2 separate regions of the Gossypium hirsutum genome follow, and region 2 is linked to region 1. Evidence: chromatin contacts called from public Hi-C data. All regions are on one chromosome and are shown on one strand. The core of a region is the stretch at or near the end of the contact, and the rest is flanking DNA. Distances in the headings are between cores, read along the strand shown. Region 1 holds the start of LOC107915681 (thylakoid lumenal 19 kDa protein, chloroplastic). Region 2 holds the start of LOC107915783 (carotenoid 9,10(9',10')-cleavage dioxygenase 1).

Region 1 (3,542 bases), core at 488-2,987:
TGAGGCTCCTAATCTATGTTGCTTTCAATTTGCAGGTCCGTCCTGGCACTCAACCAGGCCAGAAGGTTGTTCTAAAGAATAAAGGTACGGAAAAGATCTGGGAATAAGATAGATATATATTTGGTTCCTTTTCCAAGTTGGTATAGAAAAAGAAAATCTCATTGATCTTTTAACCGTGGTCCATAATAGTAAATTAGTAATCTTACCTGACTTTGATATGTTTCTGAAAATGCATTTCTCATAATAAACATAAAGGGCCTCATTTCATTAAATTTAGTGTAATCATTTTTTTGACTTGGGGAGGAATTTCAAAACCTCCTCTTTGAGTAGGGATTAATGCACCTGCCATTTGGTTCAAATGCCTGAGTGTATGTGTATTCATTTTTTCATGTTTCAGGAACTGCTTTTACCTATTTGAATGCATAAAATTTTCTAGTTTTGTCCTTTGAAAGTCTGGGATTACAATTTTCATTTTCTCTTTTCTTTATAGGTAACTTTATTTTATTCTATTTTAATTTGCTTGAGTTGAATTCTGTTATTTAATTTCATTGATCAGTAAAAATGAGAACACTAAAAACTCGAAACTCTAAATTCTAGGCCCTGGACCTTCTTTCATATATCTAAAATTTGAAATCTGTTGGTCTTCTTTTTCACGTGCAATTGAATCCCTCTTCCTCTCGTAACTGTCTTTGATTTAACTTGCATTATCTTCGATATATTTGTGTATGTTTGTCAACAGGAATTAAAACAAGGAACTCGTACTCATTTGGTGATCAATATGTGCATTTCAATGTTAGCATCCCAAAGTAAGTTTTATATGCCAAAAATTTCTGAAGTTGTTCCATCGTCCATCGAAATCCATGTTTCTAGGAGCATATTCACAGTTGAAAGCAAATTTACTTGATTTATGTACAGGAATCTGACGGGAAGACAACGGGAATTAATAGAAGAGTTTGCTAGAGAGGAGCAAGGTGAAAGTGATAAGCGTGCTGCTGGGGCAGCTGGCTGAAGAGGAGACCAGAATGACCGTCAGTTTTTTTGCTGGGTTTTATCACGAAGATAAAGACGTTGGATATTATTACTAGAAATAGCACAAATTTTGGATTTGCTTTTCATATATCGTATGTGTTATTTTTTTCACTCAAACGATGACAGTGAACCATCATTTTGAGACCAATGGGTGATATTGTATATGATTTGTTCAGGCATAACATACAAGATGCCACTGCTGTATTATGGCGGATTTCTGAGTGGTATGCTGAAAGTTTAATGATAGCATTGACCTTAGGTATTGGGAGAAAGTAGTTGTCAATTTATATACACAGCCGCTTGTATTGTTTTTAGTTTCTTTCCATATACAATGATGGTGGGTGAAGCCGTCGGAAGTATAGGTTGAGAAAGCAGCATTATTTGAACCCTTGGCAGCCTGTGGTAATGGGCTTGATTTATGCAGTGCACTATAACCCACGAAGAAGTAATTGGATGACAAGTAAAAAGATTTTTCTACCAGGCGAGAAGGATTTTAAGTAATTCTAAGTAATAATATGTAAAAACAAAATATTGTATATTAAAAGAAACAAGAATATGGAAATCGGATGTCTAGCATTATGTAATTATTAATTCATTTTAGACAAGTTTAGGAGTTATTAAAAGAATAATAATTGGATTAAGTTGGTGATAGGTGGATGACGAGATCCGTAGGTATATTACAAATTACTTTCTCAAGTTGCATAATCATATTTGAACTAAAGAAATAAAAATATGTAAAATAAGAAAATTAAAACAAAAGTTGGGATAAGGACAATCTTGGGACAGATAAATCAGTTTATAAGCTTTAAAGACGAAAAGAGAACCACTCATCTCTCCAATTCCCATGGCAACCCTAACCTCTTCTCCATCTCCCTCCATTCTCTCTTCCTCCACCGCCAATCCTAAAACCCCTTATCTGAAGCCGCCGCTCCTCTTCTTCCCCAAGCCTCTTACCACCGCTCTAACCACCGCTTTAGCCACCACCACCTTACTCCTAACCTCCCCTCCCTCCTCCATTGCCTCTGATGCATACAACGTCTACTACGGAACCGCCGCCAGTGCCGCCAACTACGGAGGCTACGGTGGAAACTCCGACAAGAAAGCCTCCGCTGAGTACGTCTACGATGTCCCCGACGGATGGAAAGAGCGTTTAGTTTCCAAAGTTGAAAAGGGCACCAACGGGACGGACAGCGAATTCTACAACCCCAAGAAAAGACAAGAGAAAGAGTACTTAACATTCTTGGCTGGGTTCAGGCAATTAGCCCCAAAAGACGTGATTTTGAACAACTTGGCATTATCAGACGTCGAGTTGCAGGATTTGATTGCCGGGGCCGACAGCTTGGTCTCCGAGGAGAAGAAAGACGAGAATGGACAGCTTTATTATGTGTACGAGATTGACGGAATTGGTAAGCATAGTTTGATTGCAGTCACTTGCGCAAAGAACAAGCTTTATGCTCATTTTGTCAATGCACCGGCGCCTGAGTGGAAACGCGATGAGGACACCTTAAGGCACATTCATGAATCCTTCAAGACTGTTGGATCATCGTAATTCACTCTTGTCTTTAGTCTTTTTGAGCCTTTCTCTCCCTCCCTCTCCTTCTCCGTCTCTTTTTATATATATGTATGAGGCAATGCCATTTTTATATATAAGCAAAGCCATTTTACTCTTTTTATATATATATTTTGTTTGTTGCTCTACCTTCCTTTTTTGTATTGCAACATAATCTTGTCTGGATAAGCATAATTTAGCCTTAAGTTTTGTTCACAATAGACCAGAACTGAGTACAATTTTCTTTTATGCGAGCTCCCCATTAAAGAACAACATTATGACTTGTATATGTTACTTACAATTATACTAGTGCACAACACCTGGAAGAATTCAGCATTCATGGACATACACCATAGTTTTCACTGTCAAAGCTGTTGAGCACCTGAAAGAAATGTGTAATATTACCTAATTAATTACCCATTTCGTCTTTAAGTGAAATGTGTAATAATCCCCCAAGTAACTAATTTTAAGTTTGATGTTATATTGTCTAATATAAACCCAAACTGATATCATATTCTTTTCAAGATGAATAGTCATTCATTCATTTGGCATTCAGATTCAAGAACGAAGATAAACAAAGGTTCATAGATGAACCCCCACAAACGATCAATTGGCCAAAACAATAGAAACCATTAGACTAGATTGATTCAAATCCAAACAAAAACAAACAAATATAAAAACTCGTAGAAGCGAACAGGCCCAACCCTCATAACAGAGGCAACTTATAATCTAGCAATAATCTTCGAAAGGCAGGACGATGAAACATGTTTTCCATGAGCAATGAGCAGCGATTCAAGTTTAATGTCATGGCAGGCTCAACCATCAATAGTTTTCTAATTTGTTTAAGATACATGGAAGAACCTTTGGTTCGCTCTTTTTCCAATTCTCAGTCAAGTGTTCAGACAGATATTGTTTAAATAGATCTTTCAACACGAGTTTAAATAAAACACAAGTACTAAACAAA
Region 2 (3,542 bases), core at 273-2,772, 160 kb after region 1:
AATAGAGATAAAGCACAAATGCATAAGCAATAAAATCCTTTCTAAAAAATTTGTGCAACTGTATATTAATGGAACATCACATGTAATCCATTGCATTATCTTTGCATTTAGCAGAAACAGACTCAACAAAATTACCTGGAACATCACATGTAATCCATTGCATTATCTTTGCATTTAGCAGAAACAGACTCAACAAAATTACCTGTTCCATTTCCGTATGATAAATCTAACACTTTAGCCTTTTCTCTCAGCTTATATATATTGACCATGAGCAATCCAAATAATCCTTTAAGGTCTCCAACCTGAGAAATATCATATTCAAGAAGAGGATAGCGACATGCCAAGCATTTGCAACAGAGGTTTTACACAGTTAAAATTGAACTTAAAGCTTCTAACTGCAGGTCAGTCATTGCTGTTTAGTTTTCAAAAGGCCCCACTACTTAGAAGCAGCTTAGTGGAATAAAAACATAGCCGGTACAACTTAGCTAACATTACAATGAATAATTTCAACCTTTTGTGTCAAGAAGGCAACTTGCAAGATATACCTTCATAAATTTTGACCCCCCGAAAAACTCTTCTTGTTTAAGACGCGATGTCTTGACAAAACGAGACACATATGTTGCCTTTCCATCTTTGATGCGCAGACCATGAATCATTCTATAAATTCCACAATCAACAAACAGGTTACATTATGTTAATTCTGTCATATCATGCAAGTGCAACCACATCAAGTAAAAGGTAAGAAGCAAAGAACAAGATCTGAATTGGCACTATGACAAGCATCCACATAGTTGGAGCAATACATAAAGCAGTTAATCAGAGAACCAGTGGGCAACTAAAGCAAAGAAGTAGTGCTATATAAATGGTTAAATTGAAGCAAACATACCCATCTCCATCAAACCTGGAAGGCAAAGAAATTACGAAGAAAAAAAAGAACAAAGAATTAGAAGTGATGACCATGAAAGTTAATTCACAAGAAAAAAAAACAGAAGAGTTGAAAATAAACATACCAGTGATATGCAGCAACAGGAGGAAACTTGGGGTTAGGCCCAACCCTTACAAATTCACCATTCAAACATTCCTGGAAAAACACATACAAAATTCCCAGAAAATATTATATTACTAATATCACACAATAATAAACAATGGAAAACAAAAAGTAAAACTATTTAATTCATTAAGTGAATCCAAATAGCAATCAGTTTCAGCTAAATCAGCTTACAGGGAGATGGCCTTTGACGGGAAGATTATGGGTGGGAGGAGTTTCGGTAGGAGCAGGACCGAAGTTACCCGATAGATAATGTTGAGGCTGAGAAGAATCATACATAAGCTTAACTATCAGCTGCTCCAACCAGTCAATCAGTGTCGATTTTAGACCTTTTTGGGGGCTGGGTTTCACCTCCAGGATTCCCTTTTCAGCTCCCACACCGTCATCGTTCACCAGCTTCGCCTTGTCCTCCGCCATTTCTCTCCTATTCTGAAACTGATGGTGGTGGAGAAACCGGGGAAGTGTGCATAAATTATTGTATCCAAGTGGATGGTACTTGTTGGTATATAGGGGGCCACGTCATTTTAGAGATTAAATTATATTTTGGTCTAATTTCTAATATCGGTTCTTGTACTCTTCATACTTTTAAAATTTAATCTAACTTCTACTATATTTTAATGGATTTATACTTGATGAACTTGGCGGTGTATAATCCTATTAACCATTGATGAATAAAATAATCACACAATCAAAAAAATAACTAAATTGAATTCAAATTACTTAGTGATGCATCATGCATCAAATATTAATTCAAATTGATTATATTTTATCAATATTAACCTAATTTTTAAATCTAATCTTTGAATAGTTTAAATTATACAAAAATTCATCAATATTGTTATCAATTAATATTTAATTTTCAAATTAAATAAAAAGAAATACTAATTTTAAAAAAAAAAAAATAAAAGCAAAGGGTTAAATTTTTAAAGGCTGGATAGCACAAGGATGCTCCTTAAATATAGTGGGGAAGCCTAATTTGGCATATCAAATTACGACATATCAAACTCCCCTACACTTAATTCTTTACTTGTCCTCAAGCAAACATATAAAACATGCAAAAAGACTACCCTTGAACTAAATTGGACAATTAGCTCACATGGTGGCAAAACATTGAACTTGTATGAGAACTAACTCACATGTAACTTAAGAGTGATATCTAGCTAACTGGGATATTCTTAATGCAAACACAATTAGTTCAATAAGTTAAAGTACTAATAAATATAGAGGCAATTAAAATGAATGTATGCACAAGTGTTATCCATCAAAATGAATTATATGGATTACTCATAGATATCTAAAATGAATTGGCCATTCATCCGGACAAATGCAAGCAATTCAAAAAATATTATGTTAGTGAATTATTCTGGTTCCAAAGGTCTTCTAGGCTTGTAACGTTTTAAGGTTTAAGGATGGTTCGGAGTTCAAACAAAAGATATCTCAAATTGGTTTCAAGCACTAAAAATGGTTAATTACATGACATTTTTTCCTATTTGTCCCTAATTAATTTACAAGCTCGCCTTCTTCTCTCACCTATCTTATTTCTCCAAAATTTTAGAATATATTGTGCAATATTAGAACATACAAAACTAACAAGTACTAATACATTATGACATGAAAGATTTTCTTTCCGAGCTCGACTTTGATTTCGTTTAAGCTCTTTTTTACATTTTGCACTCTTTCACTCACAATGCTTTTAACCCTCACAATGCTTTTATTCACTCGTCATTTTTCTTTTTGTATTTTTCTCTTTTGTTTTATGACTCGACTTAGCAAAGTTCTATATGTTTCACACAAGAAATCAACATAACGTTTCTACCTAACCCTCAATGTCCATGGCCCAACGTCCATTACATAGTGCGTTTTAGCATTCAAGACAATGAAGGGTTGGGTTCTCGACTCATTTAGGCTGAAGGCTTCCATATTAAGACTTAATAAGAAAAGGATACTTGTGACTCAAAATATGGGAACTAGTGGTATATAGCAAAAGGTAAAGTTTTTAGACTCTAGGCTAAATGAACAATGCCTAAGGTCTTTCCCGAAATATTCACAAAACACAATTCCAATCATGCATGCATTTATTCAAATGAACAATTAACAATTCAATTTATTTATCTATAAGGATCCACACACTTTATTCATCCTATGACACGCTGTATACGTTACACACTTTATACGTTTTCATTAAAATTTATTGTCTCTACTCTGTTATACAAATTAACTAATCGAACTAATTAGTCTATAATTTAGAACATCAAGTTATCTAGTATTAATCAAAATTTACATGCTTGGCAATTCAACATACTTATTTGATATTTACCACCACTGGTCTATTGCCCAATGATTGTCCAAACACCATGCAAATACACAAAACAAATAAAATAAACAAAAATATTTTTGGAATTTTAAATTTTTTTTTTAAAAGTGCTTAAAAACTGAAATAAACACAAAAACACAAAACAAAGAAAACAAAACTATGTGCACCCCCCAATTAAAC

Evidence for each region. A called contact is a pair of places that touch in the nucleus more often than the background predicts.
Region 2: a Hi-C map of leaf shows a contact between it and region 1, with 1.9 times the contacts expected there. The contact joins the promoter of LOC107915783 here to the promoter of LOC107915681 in region 1. A contact is called at or near these places in 2 of 34 Hi-C or Micro-C datasets (both in leaf).

The regions. Positions count from the first base shown.
Region 1 is chrD08:7,071,838-7,075,379 of Gossypium_hirsutum_v2.1, forward strand. LOC107915681 (thylakoid lumenal 19 kDa protein, chloroplastic) reads left to right here and starts at 1,738. Exons shown (of 1, transcript XM_016844813.2): 1 at 1,738-2,704. The coding sequence starts at 1,874. The coding sequence ends at 2,578. LOC107915677 (chaperone protein dnaJ GFA2, mitochondrial) reads left to right here. Exons shown (of 18, transcript XM_016844808.2): 16 at 36-84; 17 at 740-806; 18 at 916-1,301. The coding sequence ends at 1,009.
Region 2 is chrD08:7,235,933-7,239,474 of Gossypium_hirsutum_v2.1, forward strand. LOC107915783 (carotenoid 9,10(9',10')-cleavage dioxygenase 1) reads right to left here and starts at 1,523. Exons shown (of 14, transcript XM_041099721.1): 1 at 1,223-1,523; 2 at 1,011-1,081; 3 at 887-901; 4 at 546-657; 5 at 203-302. The coding sequence starts at 1,465.